Regions from separate parts of the Macaca mulatta genome. Here region 1 is linked to region 2. The links are chromatin contacts, called in public Hi-C maps. All regions are on one chromosome and are shown on one strand. Each heading gives the region's core, a stretch centred on a gene start, on an enhancer-like site or on the middle of the called end of the contact. The rest is flanking DNA. Distances are from core to core; before and after follow the strand shown. Region 1 holds the start of GFOD1 (Gfo/Idh/MocA-like oxidoreductase domain containing 1). Region 2 holds the start of NOL7 (nucleolar protein 7).

Evidence for each region. A called contact is a pair of places that touch in the nucleus more often than the background predicts.
Region 1: a Hi-C map of fetal cortex germinal zone shows a contact between it and region 2, with 3 times the contacts expected there. The contact joins the promoter of GFOD1 here to the promoter of NOL7 in region 2. A contact is called at or near these places in 2 of 14 Hi-C or Micro-C datasets (fetal cortex germinal zone and liver).

Annotation. Positions count from the first base shown.
Region 1 is chr4:169,623,984-169,629,213 of T2T-MMU8v2.0, reverse strand. It overlaps GFOD1 (Gfo/Idh/MocA-like oxidoreductase domain containing 1), which reads right to left and starts at 3,134. Exons shown (of 2, transcript NM_001266214.1): 1 at 2,766-3,134. The coding sequence starts at 3,018.
Region 2 is chr4:169,501,653-169,506,473 of T2T-MMU8v2.0, reverse strand. NOL7 (nucleolar protein 7) reads left to right here and starts at 3,235. Exons shown (of 8, transcript NM_001261675.1): 1 at 3,235-3,517; 2 at 3,605-3,665; 3 at 4,356-4,417. The coding sequence starts at 3,252. SIRT5 (sirtuin 5) reads left to right here. Exons shown (of 10, transcript XM_015135582.3): 10 at 1-168.

The DNA of each region.
Region 1 (5,230 bases), core at 1,885-4,384, 120 kb before region 2:
GAACAGAAAACCAAACACCACATGTTCTCACTCATAGGTGGGAACTGAACAATGAGATCACTTGGACTCGGGAAGGGGAACATCACACACCAGTGCCTATTATGGGGAGGGGGAGGGGAGAGGGATGGCATTGGGAGTTATACCTGATGTAAATGACAGGGGTGCTTACGAGTTGATGGGTGCAGCACACCAACATGGCACAAGTATACACACGTTATAAACCTGCACGTTGTGCACATGTACCCTAGAACTTAAAGTATAATAATAATAATAATAAATTAAAGGAGGACGTGTGTGATTCAATTGATCTTAAGTTTCTATTCACTGTGGTCCCTAGACCAGCCCCTTACTTTGACAGGCCTGTGACCAGTTATCAGTGTGGATCAAGAGTCACAGACCTGTCACCATTACTGGGCAAGCAAGCCAAAGTCCAGGACTTTGCTAAAAGGACAATTTACTCGGACAAGTCAGAGTCCAGGCAAACACTCGTATCTATACACTCCCAACAGCCAGACCAGCCTGGTAACTGTTTGGGGTTTTTCACTTCCTGTGTTGTATGTGTTGAACCTTCAATAGTGACTGTAAAGCAAACGAAGACGACCACCCCACTGTGCACTCGCAGGGGCAGCCTGCAAAAGAAGGAGTTAAAAAAAGAAAGAAGAAAGAAGCTCAAAACCTACCCTAAAAACATGAACAAAACCCTATTCTGTCATCACCATTATTCAACTAGGTCTATTATGCCTCTTATCATTGGCTTTGAAGAGATAACAGACATGTCTTGTTAATTAAAGAAAAGTCACAGGGATATTTGAAAAATAAGAACAGAAGAAGTATCCAGAAATGTCTAATTTGTGTCACATCTCTTGAAACCAGAGCCCCCAGATACTTTCATGGCCAACTTCCCAGAGACAGCCAGAAAACAAGGTCATCCTTGTTCCCCAAATCGCCACCCTCCTGCTCTAGGTTTGCTCTGTGGGTCTGTACCCAGGACAGGAACCACCATCTCTATGGTGGAGAAACGAAGTTACAACATGGTCTTTCAGATATGACCAGTCCTAAGCTCTCCAGTATACCCAGGGCTCATGAGGGACCAGTTTTGTACAAACTGCACCAATAGAATTATACCACAAGATGGTTATAAAATATTTAATATGCAAATAGCCAATGTAAACCAGGGAGTTATCCACCCAATACACATGTTCCATCAAACAGAAAATAAATATTGGCCAGACTCAATGGCATTCAGTTCAAGGCCAAAGAAACAGGCCACAAAGGGCAGACACTTAATAAAATTAACTGACAATTAAAACTGACAATGTGAGCAGCCTCCTTAGGAATTCCATCAGATGTCGCATCTGAGTCAACAGCCAAATGGCCTGATAAAAATGCCTTTCTATGGAGAGTTTCTACATTCTGTTCAGAGCTCTTCGAAGGCAGAATTAAAACACATATATATATTTCACCCACCCTGAATCCACACCTATTTTTAAAAAATAAAACAGTCTTTCCAAGACTACATAACTTCCGGTTGGTTTCTGGATGGTCTCTGTTCCTTGGCAGTTCCTCCCTTCTAATCTGTTCTACTATTCGCTTCATCTGGTTATAAGCTTTGTTCTTGTTATAAGCTTTGTGTTTTCCTCACCAATAGAAACTTCAGCTTTCAAAGGTGAGCTGCTAATTTTCTTGGAATTGTAAGATCAAGCAAGCTTCCTGGGATTGTTTTAGGTTATATGTAAGAACTGATGATGAACAAAACATGCCCTTCTCTTTCCCCTGAGCATGGGCTAAGAGGTTGCTACTCTGTGCTCAGAGATTGTTCAGACTGCCTGGGAGTTGAGGGGAGCAGGGACCAGATGGTGAGGCACCCTGAACTCATCTCCGGCCCCCGCGGGTCAACACTGTGCCTTCAGAAACTATTCCTGAAGGCGATTAGCGAGGGCCTTTTCTGATGCAAAGCGTCCATGCCTCTGGAGCTACTGCGCCCATCCCCGTAAAAATTTAAAATCGATTACTCCAAACTGTGGCAGAAGACATTTCCCGGAAGGCTGCATTCAAAAGTTAAAACCCCTGGTTTTATCAAATCAGTCTTTACTAACCTATGACGCTTCTGAAAACATTCTAAATCATCACCCCCATCCAACCACTCCCATCATCCTTGCCTCCAGCGCAGACGAAATAATTCCAGCCGATGGTCACACCTCCAATGTCACGCTAAACTAACTCACAGTAGAAAGAAACAAACGACCCCAACAGGGCGCCACAGTTGCTGAAGGGCAGGTCCTCTGTCGAACCCAAGAACCCCGAGACACGTGTGCGGCCCTTTATTCAGGCGTTTCTGGGCGCGCACTCGCGTCTCCCAGGCGCGCGCGCGCACACACACACACACACTCACACACACACGTACACGACACACACAGCTGAGGACTAACTTTCCTCTTCTTGCGGAGCACCCCATCCCCTGATATCGGCATCTGATCTTCCTAGTTCGGATCCCCGGAACACACTCCTCCTCCAGCCTGCCAGCCACACACGTGGGGAAGCGCGTCCAAGTGGTGCCAGGAGGCAGGAGGGAAGTGCAAAGGTGGGGAAGGCCCGGGACAAGGAAGGAGGGAGCTCTGAGTCGGATCTGGGATCTCAGATCCCTGGGGCAGCGTAGATGCAGGGTAAGCTTCTGGGACACGGAAAGGGAAAGGCAGCGGGGAAGGAACCCAGGGAAGGTTAAAGGGCGGGTGTGGGACGGAGGATTCAGGGTAGGGGTCGCTCACCTAGGGTTTTGACAGCGATCTGTCTGGTGAGAGGCGGCGGCAGGTTAATGCACACCAAGTCCACGTCCTGATGTAGCAGCACCTCATCAATGCGGCTAGTGTAGAAGGGGACACTCATCTCCTTGGCCAGCTCCTCCGCTTCTTCCTGCGTGCGGCCCCACAGCGCCTTCACCGCGAAGCCCTCGTCTTTTAGCAGCGGGATGATGACACGGGCCGTGAGGCTGGTGCCGAACACGCCCACCCCGGGAAGCATGGCTGCTCAGAGCCGCCTGGTTCTGCTTCTACTCGGATCTCCAGTCCAACACGCGCACACACCCACCTCCAGCTAGTCCTGCACCCGGCTCCTGCAGCCAATCTAGCCGCTGTGCGCCAGCCGCCGTGCACCGGGCAAGGCGCCCGGGTGCCCAGCGCGCACCGAGCTGCAGGCGGAGCAAGCTCGGGGCGCCTCAGTACGGTGACTGCGGCAGTGTCCGCCACGCGGGGCTTGCGTCCTTCCCGGAGTCGGCGACAGGGACCCCCCCAGGGCGCCGGAGGCTTCGAAGCCCCCTGGAGCCCCGGCTCAGGCGGCGTTCGGGCGGCAGCGCCAGTCCGCTGCGTGCGCCCAGCCAAGGCCGCTCCATGGCCGGCTCATCCCCGCGGCCGCGCCGCCGCAGCCCGGGACCGTCTCTCTCCCGCGTCGTTTGCGCAGCCGGCGAATCGCACACACAAACGTCTACACCCTGCCCCAGAGTCTGGGCACGGACCCGCTCCGCTGGGGAGTCTCCTTTATCCCTCGCCCTCCGCTCGGAATGAAATAATCCCGCGACCGCCAGGAGGCCGGCTAAGGATGCGGCCCGGAGCGCGCCGGACGGGGATCTCAAGCTGCAGCGCTGCAGCGGCTGCCACGACCCGGCGCCAGCCTCCTCATTTTGCTGCCATGTTCGCTCGCCTCGCGGCTCGGGCGGCCTCGGCCCCAGGCCGGCTCAGGCTCCGGGATCCCGCGGGGACGAGGGCGGAGTTGGCGAGTTTGGCTGTCAGCGGCCGGTGTTCCTGCACCGCCCTCACCGCAGCGCCGCGCGCCATTGGCCGCCGCGCGCCGCCCCCGCCCCCGCCGCCGCCAGCTCCGGGTGCGCGCTGCGCCGGGGCCCTGGGAGCCCAGCCCGGCTCCTCCCCGGCCCCGCCTCGCTCGCCTCCTGCCCCTCCGCTTCTTCCCTTTCTTTGCCCTCACCATCTTCTTCTCCTCCCTGCTTCACTCCAAACCCCGCCCCAAGCAAGCAAATAAATCTATCTAGGCAGGGCGCGCCCCAATAGGTTAGTCGCCTGTCCCTTGGAAGAGAGCAGTGGGCGCCTTGGCCTGGGGGCAGTGAGGGGACCCGGCGAGGTGCGAACAGCCGGTATTAACAACCTCGGTCCCCGGAGCGTTACCTGCGTGCTGAGCATCATACTGAAGCCTTTCCAGGCATTGTCCCTTTTAGTCCTCGCAGCAACCTAAGGTTATTGGAAACCCATTTTACCAGTGATGTAAATGAGTCCCAGTGAAGGCTAAGGGACTTGCGCAAGGTGACATATGTAAGCAACAGGCCTGCGATTGGAATCCAGGCCCCAGAGTCTGGGCATGGAACCGCAGACTTCTCCGGTCCCCTTCCAAGCTAGCCTGCTCCAATCGCGCGCCCCCGCTCCGGCCGCGCACGCACGGTTCAGCCGCCTTCTTCCCAGACAGTCCAGTCTTGGCGGGCTCCCATCTGCCTCCCACCTCCCCTGCCCCTAGGCCCGTGCCCGCCGCCGCGTAGAGGCTGTGGTCTGGACTGCCGCAGCGGCGCAGGGGTCTCCGAGGCCGCTGCGGCGCGTGCGTCTCGTGTCTAGGTTTCGAGACGGATATGTCGCCCTGGCCAGATGCCACGCCCGCTTCTTGCTTCGGCTCCTGTTGCCATCGCCACTTCCAGCAGCCTTTACTTCTCCCAGCTTGCCCCCACCTCGACCCCCCTGCACCCTTGTCAGGCCCTTGAGGGGGGACTGAGGGGAACTGGCCAAGGCTGGCCCCGCACCTCTGGAGCCGTGGGGACTCTGCGTCTGTCTGGTTTTCCACCATATCCTTGGCACCTGGCACACTGCCTGCCTGTATGTAGTAGGCCCTCAATAAACATTTGCTAAATAAATGAATGCATATTCATCGAATGCCCGCTTCGCACCCATTTGATGCCGGGAGCGGGGACTAAAAATTGAAAGGCACGTCTTCTAGCTGAAGGTCTTTGGAGAGGTCATGGGTCAGGTCATGTTCATCTCCTGTCTTCAGCACTGGGCTCAATGTCTGCCGCAACACGAGTGGAAAACGTGATACTTGCAAGCGTTTAAAACAACTTGTAACAACTGGCAGTGAGGCGGGGCGCGCGTGGAGAGAGCAGGATATCAAAAAAGCTGTGTGTGGCAATGCGGAGTGGAGGCTGACCTAGGGCATTAGAAGAAACGCACAAAGGACACGGTGCTGG
Region 2 (4,821 bases), core at 1,986-4,485:
TTATTGGGAGGGAAAAATTTTGTAAATTAGATTGTCTTAAAAAAATATAGTTATCCTGATCATATTTTTGTTATTTGGGCAAGGTAGAAGTTGAGGGGTAAAAACCCTACTATTTAATTCTGATTTTTGCACAAGTTTTAGTGGAAAATAAAATCACACTCTATAGTAGGTAATTTATTATATAAAGATGTTACCCCAGGATATGGCTTTATGGGGGACTTTTTTTTTTTTTTTTGAGACAGAGTTTCACTCTTGTTGCCCAGGCTGGAGTGCAATGGGGCGATCTCAGCTCACTGCAACCTCCATCTCCCGGGTTCAAGAGACTCTCCTGCCTCAGCCTGCTGAGTAGCTGGGATTACAGGCGTGCACCACCACGCCCGGCTAATTTTGTATTTTTAGTAGAGATGGGGTTCCTCCATGTTGGTCAGGCTGGTCTTGAACTCCCAACCTCAGGTGATCCGCCCGCCTCGGCCTCCCAAAATGCTGGGATTACAGGCATGAACCACCGCGCCAGGCTTACTGGGGGCTTTTTAACCTTATTTGGCTACATTACCTCAGTGAACAAGAGGCAGCTCACAACAGGAACTCATGCAAAGAAGGAAGAGAATAGTACCAACAAGGTAGAACATCACGATGAGAAGAAAGAACGATGCAAATATGTGAACCCCCAGGATAAACACAGCTGCCTAAAATTTAGCTCTGGCTCCCTTAGAAGGGGGAAGAGTCAACAGTGGACTGTTTCTCATCGTCACAAATGCAGAAGCATATGGTTCCTGTGGGACCTGCCAACCGTTCCCAGACACTGAACTCTGTTGGGAGTTTTTTCCATGGGACTTTAAAAACTGATGCCCTTATGTTGGGCCAGACCTCTGTTAACTTCAGTAGGGATGGCACCAGGTTCAAGGGGCCAAAGAAGAGACCTGGAGCCAGTGAAGGAAACATAGGGTATATTTGGGGAACTTTACAGGGTGGTCCAGTGGCAGCGGGCTGGACAGAACTGCAACCACTTATAAAAAGCATGCAGTTTATATAGCACTTTCACTCAGCACCCTCCCCGCAGCAACCTCCAATGGCAAACCTCATTTCTTAAGTTATTGCTGTCAGATGCATCTGCCATACAGGGTCATTCTCAGGCAATGCTTAAGTTATTTCCGTCAGGTACATTTTCCATACACTTTACTACCTTGGAGTAAAGTAGCAAGAATACAGCTTTTTCCCTAACCTTTACCAGCTAACTCAGTGCTTAGGGGCCTTGGAATGCCTGCTGCCCAACAAGTGTCAGAGGCCTGACTGGGAGGCATGGCCATTATCAACAGTGTATGAAGGTCATACATGACAGGGTCCCTTGGATCCAGTGGGCTCCCTGAAGTGATTACATACTTGGACCACATCACCTCAGCCCCTTGCAAAATTGCATTTAATGTTACACCCTTGGCTTTTGTAGAAACAGGCAACAAGACACTGTCATATAAAACTTTGTACTGCATTACAAGGCATAACCTTTAATAAATCCCAATGGTACTTTTTGTGGGGAAGAGGGATGCTCATAGCCTATGGGGTGGCTGGAGAACTAGTCAGGGACCCTGAGGGCTCGATTTACACTTTACATGGGTGGGCCAAGGAGTTTACACTGAGGGCACTGGTAATACCTGTAATAGTCTTATAGTACTTATAAAGCAGTTTTGCACATAAAATACCGTCATGCGCTTATAAGAAGTTTGTTCCTGGGCTGCTCCAAGTTAACTGTATTCATTTTCCTAGTGTTAGCACAGTATCTCAGGGAGTCTGATTATATTTTTGATTTGTAATCTATCTTAGACTAAGGCCTACAGATTTCAAACTGTTCTTTGCAATTCCTCTCATAATGAACCTCTGGTTCGGCAGCTTTTTTTGTTGTTGTTCTTAAGTTTTACCATTTTTGTTCCTATTTGGTTTTGTTGTTTTTAAATTGGGAACTGCTTCTAAAACAGAAGACATGAAAGGAGAATTAAAAACACAATATATGTGTGAGATAGAATTATTCAACTTAGCATTTATTAAACATCTGCCATATGATAGACATTAGAAATAAAATGACTAGCAAGACCTGGTCCTTCCCCTCGGGAGTTCACAGAACGGCTGGAGCAACTGTCATACAAACTGTTACGCAGCGCAGAAACTACATAGACATTTGTGCGGGTTCAGACCACAGCAGATAGAGGTGGGCAGAGTGGGATGGGGTAGGGGGTAAGGTGCTTGAAGTTTGCCTGGGTGGGAATTTTTGAAGTATGAAAAGGACTTCTGCCTGGGGGATTGCAGCAGTAGAGGGAAGAGCACGGTCGGTACAATTGCATTGCAGGTGTGAAACGGCTTGATTTGTTCAAAGAATGATGGATCATTTAGTATTGTATAATGGATGGGAGGAGAGAAACACGGCGATCACAAAGGGCCATGTTTGCCAAGAAATAAAATATACTTGGAAAAAAAGAGTACGTATGTGTATATACGACAAAACTCGGGTGCATTCTGTAGGGACCGGCGAAGCCATTCCTTCAGGAGATTTGCTCAGCATTGCCACGGGCCAGCTGCTGCTCCAGGCCGTGGGTTAGGAACCAGGAAGGGCATCGCTCCCACAGGGCCCACATCCTAACGGGCCTCGCCGCGGCTAAGGGGCTGGGCAGGCCGAGGGCGCCGGGCTGTGCAAATTTCTTTAGAGCCGAGGTCTGTGGCCAGCGTCTTCGTCCGTCACAGGAGGGCTGACTGGCCACGGCGGCCATCTGCTAGAGCGCATTTCTTCCCATGAAACGCCATCTCCTCCGAAGTGCGGAGCGAACGCAGCCAAATCTACAAACACTGATAAGCTGGATCCACCTGACGGAACCCAGGGCCAAAAAACTGCGGCGAGCAGCGCCTCGGACCCGCTATTACCGGTTTTCTAAGCACTGGACAGTGAGCCGTGCCAGCCCTGTCTCGCCATCCCAGCCGAGGAGGGCAGCGCAATGGCTCTTCCCTGCCTTGAAACCAGCCCCACTGCCAGCCGCTCTCGCCCGCAGAGCATTTTCCGTGGCGTCCAACCGACCCTACGGCGGCCTTGGCGAGCCATGTGGAAGAAACACACCCACTGCCCATAGGCCACGCCCTTCCTGGCTTCGCGCATGCGCCCCGCCCGTCCTGAGGACCTCCCAACCTGCAGGGGGCGATGAAAGTCCGCTTGCGCTTCGCTTGCAGTTACTTCCGAGTCAGAGGTCAGACGGTCTAGCGCTGCGTGGGACATGGTGCAGCTGCGACCGCGCGCGTCTCGCGCCCCGGCGTCGGCGGAGGCGATGGTGGACGAGGGCCAGCCGGCCTCGGAGGAGGAGGAGGCGGAGCACGGGCTGTTGCTCGGTCAGCCCAGCAGCGGCGCGGCCGCCGAGCCGCTGGAGGAAGACGAGGAAGGGGACGATGAGTTTGACGACGAAGCCCCGGAGGAGCTGACTTTCGCCAGCGCCCAGGCGGAAGCGAGAGAAGAGGAGCGGCGAGTGCGGGAGACCGTGCGCAGGTTTGGAGCCCGCGGCCGGGCGGGGAGAACCGCCCCTTCTCGTCCCGCTTGTCCTTCCCTTTGCTGACTTGTCACCCTTCCTCCCAGGGATAAAACGCTCCTGAAGGAGAAGAGGAAGCGACGCGAGGAGCTGTTCATCGAACAGAAGGTTAGAGGATAGGGGGGAGGTGTCTTATTAAAACAACCTGGCCTGCGGATAATTCTCGTGGTGGATGTAATTTGGGTTGGTAGGATATTGAGTGGGGAAAAAGTCACCAAGATTTTCTCTGACAGTGGTAGAAAGATGCTTGGGCCGGGCGCGGCAGTACTTTAGGGGGACTGGGTGGGCGGAGCCCGGGATGTCGAGGCTGCCTTGAGCCTAGATCACACCACTGCGCTCCAGGCTGGGCGACAGAGCGAGAGACCCTGTCTCAAAAAAAAAAAAAAAACTCGTCTCCTTTAGTGTCCACCAACTGAAAATAAGAGGTTGCTGTGAGAATTAGGTGGTTTGTAAACTGTAAGGGCTGTACAAGACTTGGTGTATGGTTGCTTTGCTGTCTGGTACACACTCGACACAGAGAACTGGCTCCAGGTGGACATTACTTAACGGCTTTCAGTTTGTAACAGTGACCTGAGGGTTGGAATACCGTGGGCACCTTTTCCAGTTTTCATCAAGTCTTTCAGAGAATATGGAGTTTTGTGGACCCAATCTTCCCATAACTTGGAGTGGAGGCAGTTTCCAACCTAATTCATTTCTTTGCCTAGATGTAGGGCATTCTTAGAAGTAGTAACTTCAGAAGCAACTCCGGACATACTGTGTACATGACTTTATTAATTTTAAACGTTTTCATTCCAAAAGAAAAGAAAACTCCTTCCAGACACTATTTTAGAGAAGTTAACCACAGCTTCACAGACTCTTAAGTAAGTAATGGATCTTCTTATATTACTTGCTTATATACACTCATCTTTGAATTATATACTGGTACATTTATTTGACTCCATATAGCTGAAGGAATTGTAGAACCCAAATTTAAAAGCTACCTTGGTATATGAATTTGGTGCGAAAGGAGGAGGTAACTTTATGTTTCACTTATTTTGCCATTTTTTGAATTCCTGATCCCATTGTGTTCATTCAGTACATTTTGTTGATTGCCTGTTATTGTACTAGGGCAGAGTAGGTGGTGGTGAATACAGAGTGTTTTGAATCATTTAGTGGGGTAGCAGGCACTTATCCACAGGCTCTGAAAACTCAATTTGTCCCATACTTGCCTTACCTACCACCAACCTGACCTTCCTCCCTGTTCCCCACTTCATTTAGCATCTTT